3 separate regions of the Sus scrofa genome follow, and all the other regions are linked to region 2. The links are chromatin contacts, called in public Hi-C and promoter capture Hi-C maps. All regions are on one chromosome and are shown on one strand. Each heading gives the region's core, a stretch centred on a gene start, on an enhancer-like site or on the middle of the called end of the contact. The rest is flanking DNA. Distances are from core to core; before and after follow the strand shown. Region 1 holds the start of DDX20 (probable ATP-dependent RNA helicase DDX20). Region 2 holds the start of ATP5F1 (ATP synthase F(0) complex subunit B1, mitochondrial). Region 3 holds the start of DRAM2 (DNA damage regulated autophagy modulator 2).

What was found. Promoter capture Hi-C pulls out the DNA fragments that hold promoters and counts their contacts. Hi-C and Micro-C count contacts between places; a contact is called where the count stands out from the background.
Region 1: a promoter capture Hi-C map of liver shows a contact between it and region 2, with 3 times the contacts expected there. The contact joins the promoter of DDX20 here to the promoter of ATP5F1 in region 2. A contact is called at or near these places in 2 of 5 promoter capture datasets (fetal liver and liver), 4 of 47 Hi-C or Micro-C datasets (epiblast stem cells, heart right ventricle, liver and 1 more) and 1 of 2 datasets of contacts at active chromatin or transcription factors (alveolar macrophages).
Region 3: a Hi-C map of liver shows a contact between it and region 2, with 4 times the contacts expected there. The contact joins the promoter of DRAM2 here to the promoter of ATP5F1 in region 2. A contact is called at or near these places in 2 of 47 Hi-C or Micro-C datasets (liver and skeletal muscle) and 1 of 2 datasets of contacts at active chromatin or transcription factors (alveolar macrophages).

Annotation. Positions count from the first base shown.
Region 1 is chr4:108,634,943-108,638,043 of Sscrofa11.1, reverse strand. It overlaps DDX20 (probable ATP-dependent RNA helicase DDX20), which reads left to right and starts at 1,662. Exons shown (of 12, transcript XM_001928544.4): 1 at 1,662-1,713; 2 at 1,899-2,269; 3 at 2,946-3,040. The coding sequence starts at 1,948.
Region 2 is chr4:108,905,747-108,909,054 of Sscrofa11.1, reverse strand. It overlaps ATP5F1 (ATP synthase F(0) complex subunit B1, mitochondrial), which reads left to right and starts at 1,429. Exons shown (of 7, transcript XM_003355244.5): 1 at 1,429-2,051; 2 at 2,327-2,363. The coding sequence starts at 2,012. It overlaps WDR77 (methylosome protein 50), which reads right to left and starts at 1,863. Exons shown (of 10, transcript XM_003355245.4): 1 at 1,536-1,863; 2 at 1,100-1,285; 3 at 154-295. The coding sequence starts at 1,650.
Region 3 is chr4:109,181,858-109,184,985 of Sscrofa11.1, reverse strand. It overlaps DRAM2 (DNA damage regulated autophagy modulator 2), which reads right to left and starts at 1,563. Exons shown (of 8, transcript NM_001243696.1): 1 at 1,468-1,563. CEPT1 (choline/ethanolaminephosphotransferase 1) reads left to right here. Exons shown (of 9, transcript XM_021090044.1): 1 at 1-1,189.

The DNA of each region.
Region 1 (3,101 bases), core at 413-2,912, 270 kb after region 2:
AGCAAGAAAAGGTCCACTCTTCAAAGTTGATTAGGTCCACCAAGGGCCTGGTACTGGGCTGGAGGGCATAGGGCAATGAAATTTCCATCCTTTTGAAACTCGTAGCTTAGTGAGAAGGATGGAGATTTAAAGAAGTAAACAAAAGACAAATAAATAAATAAATAAATAAATAAAGAAGTAAACAGAACAAAGTAAGAGCTGGGCTGGAATCATTTATTGTGAGAAGTGGGAGCCTGGAACTAAAAAAAGGCTGTCAGAAGGAACAGGATCTGAAGCTGGACCCAAGCAACCTAAGATATCCACTGAAGAAAGATCACTCCAGCACCTGTGGGTGGGTGGCTGGGAGAGAAGAAACCCTGCCTGGGGGGGGGGGAATTATTCAGGAGGTTGTTGCAACAGTTACCATGATGAAGGGACCTAAGAATAGAACAGATGCTATGGAGACTGGAGAAAAGAAATGGATGAAATACTTGGAGGCAAAATTACCAGCCCTCGCGTAATTGTTAGGGGAAAGGGATAGTGGAGGGTGGAATATAGAGCAAGTCCCAGGTTTGGGATTTGGGGATTAGGTAGATGAGGAAAGTGGGGTACTTACTAAGAGAAAGTGTGGAAAGCCCACTCCCAACAGCCCTCCTTCTTTCATATGAACAGCTGACATTTTCTCAATGTTCTGTAAATTTCTAAGAAAAAATGCATCCTGAAGACCCCTTTCCAATGGATTGCCATGCCAAAGTCCCTCCTACACCCTTTGGAATCTGAATTGAGTGTGTGTGTGTGTGTGTGTCTCGGAGAAGGGAAGAATGAGACCAGTGAGAGAGAATGACCAGAATTATGGTATAAGGACAAAGGAAAAAGTTAGGGTTCGGTGCAGAATAACTTTAGATTTGGAACTGTGAAAAGGTTTGGTTCCAGAAATCCTTACACTTGGAGGACTTTGTTATCGGAGCTCGTTTATTCAGTAAATATCGAGCACCATGTCGGACTGGTTTTTTCTGATGAGAGATACTGCAGAGAACAAGAGAGAATAGGTCCCTGCCCTCATACAGTGGGGGAGACAGACAATAAACACAAATGACTTCAGCTAATGCTAAGTACCATGAAGAAAAATAAAGCAGAAGGGATCAGAGAGTAGGGGGAAACGCCAGGGAGCCGCCGGGATGGGGGAGCTATCTCAGGGTGTTTAGGAAAAGTCCTCTTTGACAAGGTGACATCTGAGCAGACTTAGGTAAAGACTGTTGTCATCCATGAGATGCCGGTGGGGAAAGGACAGAAGCTACACACAGAAAACGCTAAATCTGAGCTATCAGACATCGAATGGAGGTGTTGAGAAGGAGGTGGATGTAACAGGTCTGGAGTTGAGAGAGGCCTAAGGTGGAGATATGGATTTGGAAGTTGTCAGCACAATTTAATTTACTTCGATCAGACCTCACTGTGTGCCAGGGGCTGGGGCAGAGATGAGTACAGCGGCACGTGAGGAGGCTGCAAGTTGGGGCGGGCCAGGGATGGGGATCGGGAGGAATGGACGGCGGAGCCGAGGTCCGGGGGCGGGACCGTGACGCACTGGGCGCATCACAAAAGGCAGCATTGTGAGGCTGGCGACGGGGCGGTGCACGGCTGGGAGGACCCGCCCACAGAGGGCTGGGGGGGCGGGGCGGCGCTCCCACCGTGAGCGCGCGGCGCCCTCTGCAGGCCGCAGGCGGCGGCGTCACACAGGTAGCCTCAGTCTCCCTCTCCTCCCTTTTCCCGCCTTCCTCAGGCCACAGTTTTTCCTTGTAGCTGCTGTTTCCGAGTCTTTCTAAGCCTCCGACTTCCGTCCCTTGCCCCTCCTCTTCGAGGCCCGCCTGTCTGTGTCTTCGCGGGAAGACTGCCAATAAAGTTTTTCCTCTTCTCGCTCTCAGGCGCCTCGCCTCGCCCCCAAATACCGCGAGATCCGGCGGCGCGGCTCCCATGGCGGCGGCGACGACGGAAGCCCCAGCGGCCTTAGCGACCGTGGAGCCTGCGATGCCCGCGGAACCTGCGATGCCCGCGGAGCAGGTGGCCGGGCAGTTCTCGGCCTCAGAGCCAGCCTCCCTGCCCGTGCGGAGCCTTCGGACGGCTCACGACGTCGGCGGCCCGCGGACCCGCACCGGGGACGTGCTGTTGGCAGAGCCGGCGGACTTCGAGTCGCTGCTGCTGTCCCGGCCGGTGCTGGAGGGGCTGCGGGCGGCCGGATTCGAGCGACCGTCGCCCGTGCAGCTCAAGGCCATCCCTCTAGGGCGCTGCGGACTCGGTGAGGGCGGGGGCCCTGGAGGGCGGGAGGGAGGAAGGGGGGCAGCGGCGGCTGGGCCCGCGGCGAGGGCGGGGGACGCCCCACGCTCGCGAGCCTCAGTTTCTGCCTCTGTCAAACGGAGGCTCAGTCCTGAATTTGAAGGTGATTAAGGTCCATTGCACACCGACCAGTGGGTCTAGGCTTGAGAGGATAAACGGTAGTAAGGATCTCATCCTGGATTAGAGTAGGCCATAAATGCAATGACAAGAGTCCTTAGAAGAGAAGGGAGACGGAGAAGAGAGCCATGTGAAATGGAGGCGGAGATCGGAGTTAATGCGCTCCAAACCAAAAAATGTCTGGAGGCATCAAAAGCTGGAAGACACAAGGAAGGATTGAACCAGTGAACTTTTGGAGGGAAAGTGGCCCCGCTGTTTTCATACTTCTAGCCTCCAAAACTTTGAGGACATAAATTCCTGCTTTCTAGGCCAGAAGAAAAAAAATAAAAGAAATAAATGATAGAGGTCCAGAGAGGAAGCATGTGTCTGGATATGGCCTCATACCTTTTTTTAAGAGTTAACTTAAAACGAAGGTGCTAACGTTAGGTGATTCCTGGAGACCGTTCTAGTTCTGGGATTTCATGTTGGTACCTCATCTTCCGTCTGTCCTAGCTAGTGATAATTTTTTTTTTCCTCCTCAGATTTAATTGTTCAAGCTAAGTCTGGCACTGGGAAAACCTGTGTATTTTCCACCATTGCTTTGGACTCTCTTGTCCTTGAAAACTTAAGCACCCAGGTGAGTTTAGCTCAGAGGACCCAAAGGAGGGTATGTTATGTGGATTTTACTACAGGGCAGA
Region 2 (3,308 bases), core at 180-2,679:
GTCTACGTTTACAGTGGACTGCAATATCTCTAATGCCATCATTAGTCACTAGGTCCTTATAATGAGTCTAAAATGTTGGTTAATGAAACGAACATGATACTAAAGACACACAAAGGAGGCCTAGGCACAGGAGTGATGAGATCAGGGACCCACCAGAAGTCTTTGCTACCACTGACAGCTTGTGTGCCAGAGCTCAGGACACTGACTGAAGACACGATGTCATCGTGCTCATACTTGCAGAACTTGCTGACAATGAGTGTCTCATTCTCATCCAGCTCCCACAATTCAACAGCACCTGTTGTGGGTGGGTGGGGGGGGGAAATAAGCTTGGATTACACCAAGACAGCAATTCACCTCTAGGATTCTAGTTCTCAGGAGATTAAGATGAATCTCCACAATGATCTGCAGCACACAGTCTAGTATGGTTAAATCTTTCCAGTTATTTGGACACTAATAAGTATTTGTTGAACAGTTTGAATAAATGTCTCGCAGAGCCATAAAAAAGCTGGTGAATAACATAAAAATATGTTACACAGTGATTGGGCAAGTACAGAAACCCCCCAAACAGTTGTCCTGAATATGTAGTGTTCAAGCTCAACTGCCAGGGGCTCAATCTTCAACGTCCTGCTTTTATGCTTCCATGCCAACATCTGCCAACACCCATATTCTGATTTTTTTTAACATCAAAGCCTCCATTGCTGAGTTTGACATTCAAGGCAAAACAAAGCAAAGCAAAATGAAGATATTTAAGAAGAAAATGGGAAGAAACGGAAAGAGACAGCACAGATCGGCTCAGCATCATCTTTAGGATCAAGATTATCCTTGGTTTGGGGTGCCAGATAGTGGGTGATACAGAGGGGTTACAAAGAATAAACATGGTTCCAATTCACTTCTTAATTTTGTTGTCTATTTTGCTAGAAATGCTCACCAATTTAGGATCTTGGGACAGGTGTTTTCCACTTATACATGAGTTCTCTTTCCGGGCCAACACCCTCAAGCTCCCCCAAGCACTGAGTACCAGACATTAAAAACTGACCCTAGCCTGACCTACACCGCTAGCTTCCATTCCACCTGTAAGGTTGAAGAGAAAGTGACTCACCTGAATCAGAAGCCACCAGGATACCTCTGTCCCCTACCCAAGTGAGGTCAGCCACTCCAGCCTCCGTTTGGACTCCAGCGGAGCAGAAGCCTTCGTTGGGGGCGGCGCAAGGGTCCTTGAAAAGCCAGAGGGAGCCAGCCCAGCAGCGGCCACTCAGGCTGGAAGCCCCGAGCAGAAGCGCCCCATCTAAGGGAAGTACAATCTGTCAGCGTGTGAGAAGTGGAAGGGCTCGTCTCCATGGTGACCGCCCAGAACTGCCAGCGGGCCAGGTCTGGATCAGAGCCCGGAAATGCGGGGCAAGTTGGGGACTGAGCTCAGCGACGCGAGGCAGGGATCAGGATGGCATGCGGAGCGGAGGCGGGATGGAAAGTTCAGTCCCAGGAAGGGTACCCGGGGCTGGGGTGAGGGAGCGCCCAGGCCCGGAACCCAGGCTCACCTGACCGGTACCGCGCAGCCTCCAACTGACGCTCCATACACGCGGGCGCATTGGGGGGAAGGTTCCACTCCCGGGCCGCCGGGGGCACTAGGGAGGGAGGGGTCTCCTTCCGCATCTCCACGGTTCCAACTCCAACTTCGACCTAAACTGGACGCCCGCCGGAGATTCAGCTCCACCAGCCCCCACGTGGTCCACCTCTGGGCCTCCGCCCCTCTGGACCGGCTACCGCCTCTCTACATCTCGCGAGAACTGCTTCAACGATTCCATTCCACTTATCAGTGGCCACCCACCTGTAAAGGGCTCTCTGGGCGCTGTACCTCTTATCGCGAGAAAAAAATTCAAACGGAAGTTGATGTAGGAGAGCAGGACTTCTCTTCTCGCGATACTTGCGAGCCTCCATCTTGCTTCTGCCCCCGACAGGTTCTCCTGTCCGGGTCACTGGGACGCCAAGACCGTTCTGTGGACGCCAGTTGACAATGCTGTCCCGGGTGGTACTTTCTGCCGCCGCCGCAGCAGGTGAGAGTTGCAGATCTTGGTCCGGGCTCTCAGGGTGATTGCAAACCAGCGCGTCTAGGCTTACTTGAAAAGGGTGGGAGGAAAGTGGGTGAAGAAAGGCGCTGCGAGACTTGGGCCTGAATGGAGAGTAACGCCTCTCGGAAGGTGAGTGTGGGGTCTCAGAGGATACGAGAAGGGGACGCATGGCCTTAGTGATTGTGCTTCGCGGGGAACGAGGAGGGGGCAAACCAGATTTCACCTTGACCTTGCTGACCTGCGCCTTTGTGTATTTGCAGCCCCCTCCCTGAAGAACGCAGCCCTCCTCGGTCCGGGGTGAGTGAGAGGGGTGTGATACTCCCCTTCATTCTTATTTCATCATCGCATTTTACTTTCGGGTAATCTGCTTCTGGTTTTCGGCCGGTAGTAACCATTGTTTAGTTTATTTCAGAAGGCTTAAAGCCTCATTCAAACACTTGTGCTCCTGTAACTGCCTGGAACACTGTCGTATTACCTAATAACAGAGGATAAGTGATTTGTGGTAACTAAACTAGAAACTGATTTTGGTGTCTCCTAAGCCCCGCCTCTCTCCCTTGTGACCTTCAGCTGGACAGAGCTGCCGCGGCCCGAATCGAGGTTACTAGACTGCATACCCAAGAACAAGTTTTGTTAAATAAAACAATGAAGTGTGTTGTTTTCAGTGTGTCTCCCAGATTCCAACTTGTGTTGTCAGATCAGAGAAATTATTCGTTGGTTGAGTAAATACTTAGCTTGCCATGTACATAACCAGAGCTCACACACAGTCTCCCAGAGGAGGCAACTATAGTACAGTAGTTAACAGTGAGGACCCCAAAGCTAGAGAGCAGTGCACCTGGCTCCTCCACTTACAAGCTGTGCGACCTTAATTTACCCCTTTGCATTGTAGAGATATAGTTCATTATAAATTTATTAGAAGTAAGGGGCTTAATTCCTGCAAAACTAAAAACAGTGCTTGGTTCCTAGTATGTGCTTAGTAAGTCTTAGAAGCTGTTATTGATATTATGTCATAAAACATGTCAGTTTTCTTCAGAAGTTCTCTTTTCACTTCCAAACTTTGTCCTAAATCTTGCAAAATTCGATAACTAGCCTGTGGCTTGAAAAAGTGGCTTCCGCTGCTCTGTAATTTTTGTATATGCCATAAAGTGAGGCTGTAACTGGCTGCTTCCAACTTCTCAGGGAAGAAAGATTTCATATAGTCAAGTAAACAATTGTAATACAGCTAATAAATACATAACAAGATGC
Region 3 (3,128 bases), core at 314-2,813, 280 kb before region 2:
CTAAACTGATAATTTAGAGGGGAAACAGGGCTTACGATGGTTTACCAGTTTGCTAATGATTACTGAGAAATTTAAATGCACTGACTAGGTGAGGAAGACACTATTGCCTATGTATCACCACAATGGTAAGCTGAAAGCATGGCTAGGTAGCTGCTAACCAAGCAAAATTAGAATTTTAGTGGTTAATAATTTAAGAAACCTTTGATACTTGAAAAATATGCAGGAATAACCTTCACAGCACTGAGAGTGTTTAACAAAATGTTCTTTCATCTCTCACCTGTCTTCTCAGATTTCCTGGATAACCCATGAATCAGAACTACAGTCACAATTTTTAAATTTCACAAATATTTCAATGCCATCGGTAAAAAAAAGATGAATTCCTCATGCTGTCTCCTCTAAGGGTGACTGCTTAGAAACATAAGAAAGTAAATTCTGGATATTACAAACGAAGAAAGCCCTAAGCTTCTTTTGGAGCTACACAGAATCCTCAGGCCCAAAGCAAAGCATAATAGAAAACGGTTATTTTTCTAAACTCCAATTTGGTCTTCTAATAAATGCAATATTCTTGTAATGGTTAAAAATTAAATAATCTAGAAAACCATGTAATTTTAAAGAAGTTGGTCAAATATTACAGGGAGAGAGAAATGGGGAGAATCTGGTGTTGTAACGCAAATTAGAGTTGCCTGTGGGTATTAATTCCTACATTTAAATTTGAGAGAACTGGAAAAATGCGGTGTTTTGCAAAAGTATCCTATCAGAAGCACGGTTGTGCAGATACAAAGGACTAGCCATTTACCTTTCCGTATCGCACGCCCCTCGATAGAACTGGGCGTAGTAGACTTGAGCTTCGCGTATACACAAGGTCACCACAGATTTCAATTTCGAACCTTCCTCCCCACCCTCCCATCAAGAAATCTGAGCCCTGGATTGACAATGGGAATACATCCTCAACAGAAGTCTTTGTGGGACTGGAGCGAAGGTTCTCGATAAACGCTTAAAACAAAACCAAGGAATCATTTACACCCACCGCTGCCTTTAACCGGAGGCGAAAAGCTCAGGGACAGAAAGCTCAGCTACGCTTTGCCTGCTGCCAGGAAAAGATGTGAGAGGCGGAGCTTGGCCGGCCTTGGGACAAGCAGGCGGGATTCGGACGGTAGTGGAAGAAGAGACCAAGAACCGAGGAAGAAAGGTGAGACGCGGACACCTGAGCGCCGCTTGCAGCCACTCCCACCACCCTCCACGGGGTCCCCCTGAGCCCACCCGCGGCTCCGGCCACCACCTAGTCCCTCTCCCTCGCGTCGCAAAACATAGTCCCTAGAGGCAGGGCGAGCCCGCACGCGACTCGCACTCCCGCCATGGGATGAGGAGCTCCGGCAGGGTCCGTGTCCCTGATCCACCCGATTCCATTCTCTGATACACACCCCTTAGTGGGGGCTAGGGCCGGTCCTCATCCCCTTTTCGGCCTACCTTGCTTGGATCACTTTGCCAATACCGGCAGCCGGGTCCAGCGCCTGCCGGCAGGACCGAAACGAGGGAGAACTCCCGGGGCGCGCTCCCGAGCAGCGAAGCCGGTCCCGGAGCGCGCTCACCACCGGGAGGTGCGCGCTCGCGCAGCCGCCTCTTCCGACCCTGTATCCCTTTACGGCTATCGCGAAAGTGTCGTGAACGTGCTGCCGCGGATCAGAGTCACCCAGTCGGCTGGAGTCGGAGGTCTTATTTCTAGGGGCGTGCTTTGGGGGGCCGGGGTAAGGCCGCGGGGCTCGGTCTTGGGAAAACGGCCAGGGTATGAAGGACTTGTTGGGGGGCACCACTCTCAAGAGGAGTGGAGAGAGGGCTGCAGGCTCTGGGGTGGGGCATTGGAATATAGCCGTGTATGCACTCGCGTTGGGCGAACGCTGCCCTACCTCGCGCGCGATAGCCTCGCGCGCGGGCTTGTGGGGGAATGCGAGGGGCGGCTGTTCCTCTAGCCCCGGATGGAGAGATTGCGGTGGCGAATTGCCAGCGCGAGAGCCAGGGGACTGCTGTGGTGGGAGTCGGGGTGGGGAGAACCTCGGCGGCCAGAGCTGGGCGGGCGGAAGGCTGCGGGTGCTGCCTGCGCGGAACCGACCTTGCCTAGCGGGTCCACACCCTCTTGCTCAGGTGCTGCCAAGTACGCAAACCGTGTTGCATCCTGTGCCGGGTTTGCCTTCCTTTTGAAATCTGGTGCTGGTGTTTTTTGGCTGGGCCATACTTCTTGGTCAGCAACTTTTCTAGAAATTTCAGCATATATTGACAAGTTCTGAGGTTGCCAGCGAGGGTTTATTTCAGCAGTGTTCTTGGAAGGAGAAAGGACGGGATGGTGTGTTATTCTTTGCCGGTGTTCCCAAGAACATGCAATGAATGGGATCTTTACATTTAGCTGTGTTCAACTTGTTTTTTCCAGTTGGGTGCTTGGTATTTTTGTGTCGTTTTTTGATGTTTTGCATCATTGGTATTAGTATATAAATTTGCCTGAAGTTTCGTAGTTCATTGATGAATCCCATGTTACTATAGTAGGCAAATGCATAGTTATCTTTAAACAGATATTAGTGTTAGGCATGTGGACAAAGAAAAAGATTCGGTTACTACTCTCGAACTAGGAGGAATGTGTTCAGTGGAGGTGTCGAATTGACTAACAACACAGGTGAGACTGTGAGAAGGGCATCTAGAGCATAGGTACTTTAGAACCATTGGCATTCAGGTCAAATTCCAGAGATTGAAGTTCTGAAAACATTTTGCTGCGTATTTGTTTTGTGCTGAGCAAAAAATAGTCAGAAGGCCCTTGTACAACTTGTCTTTACAATGCTTTCATTTAAGAAATGATAGCAAAAAAAAAAAAAGAAGAAGAAGAAGAAGAAGAAAGAAGAAATAAGTTAGATAAACCTGTCTCTTGTATCAGCCTATTCTGACAGAGGTGTCTTTATTTGCTGCCCAGTTAATAGGTTATTATTGAATATTTATACCTGTGGTTTTATAAATCCATTCTCTTCCTCTCCTACACTCAATCTCTCTTAAAATTTACGTTATAAACGCTATTAAATGTTTGATATTTAACTTTAAACTTATTTTATAACCTCAGTTACATTTTATTGCATAGTCAATTTGCTTTC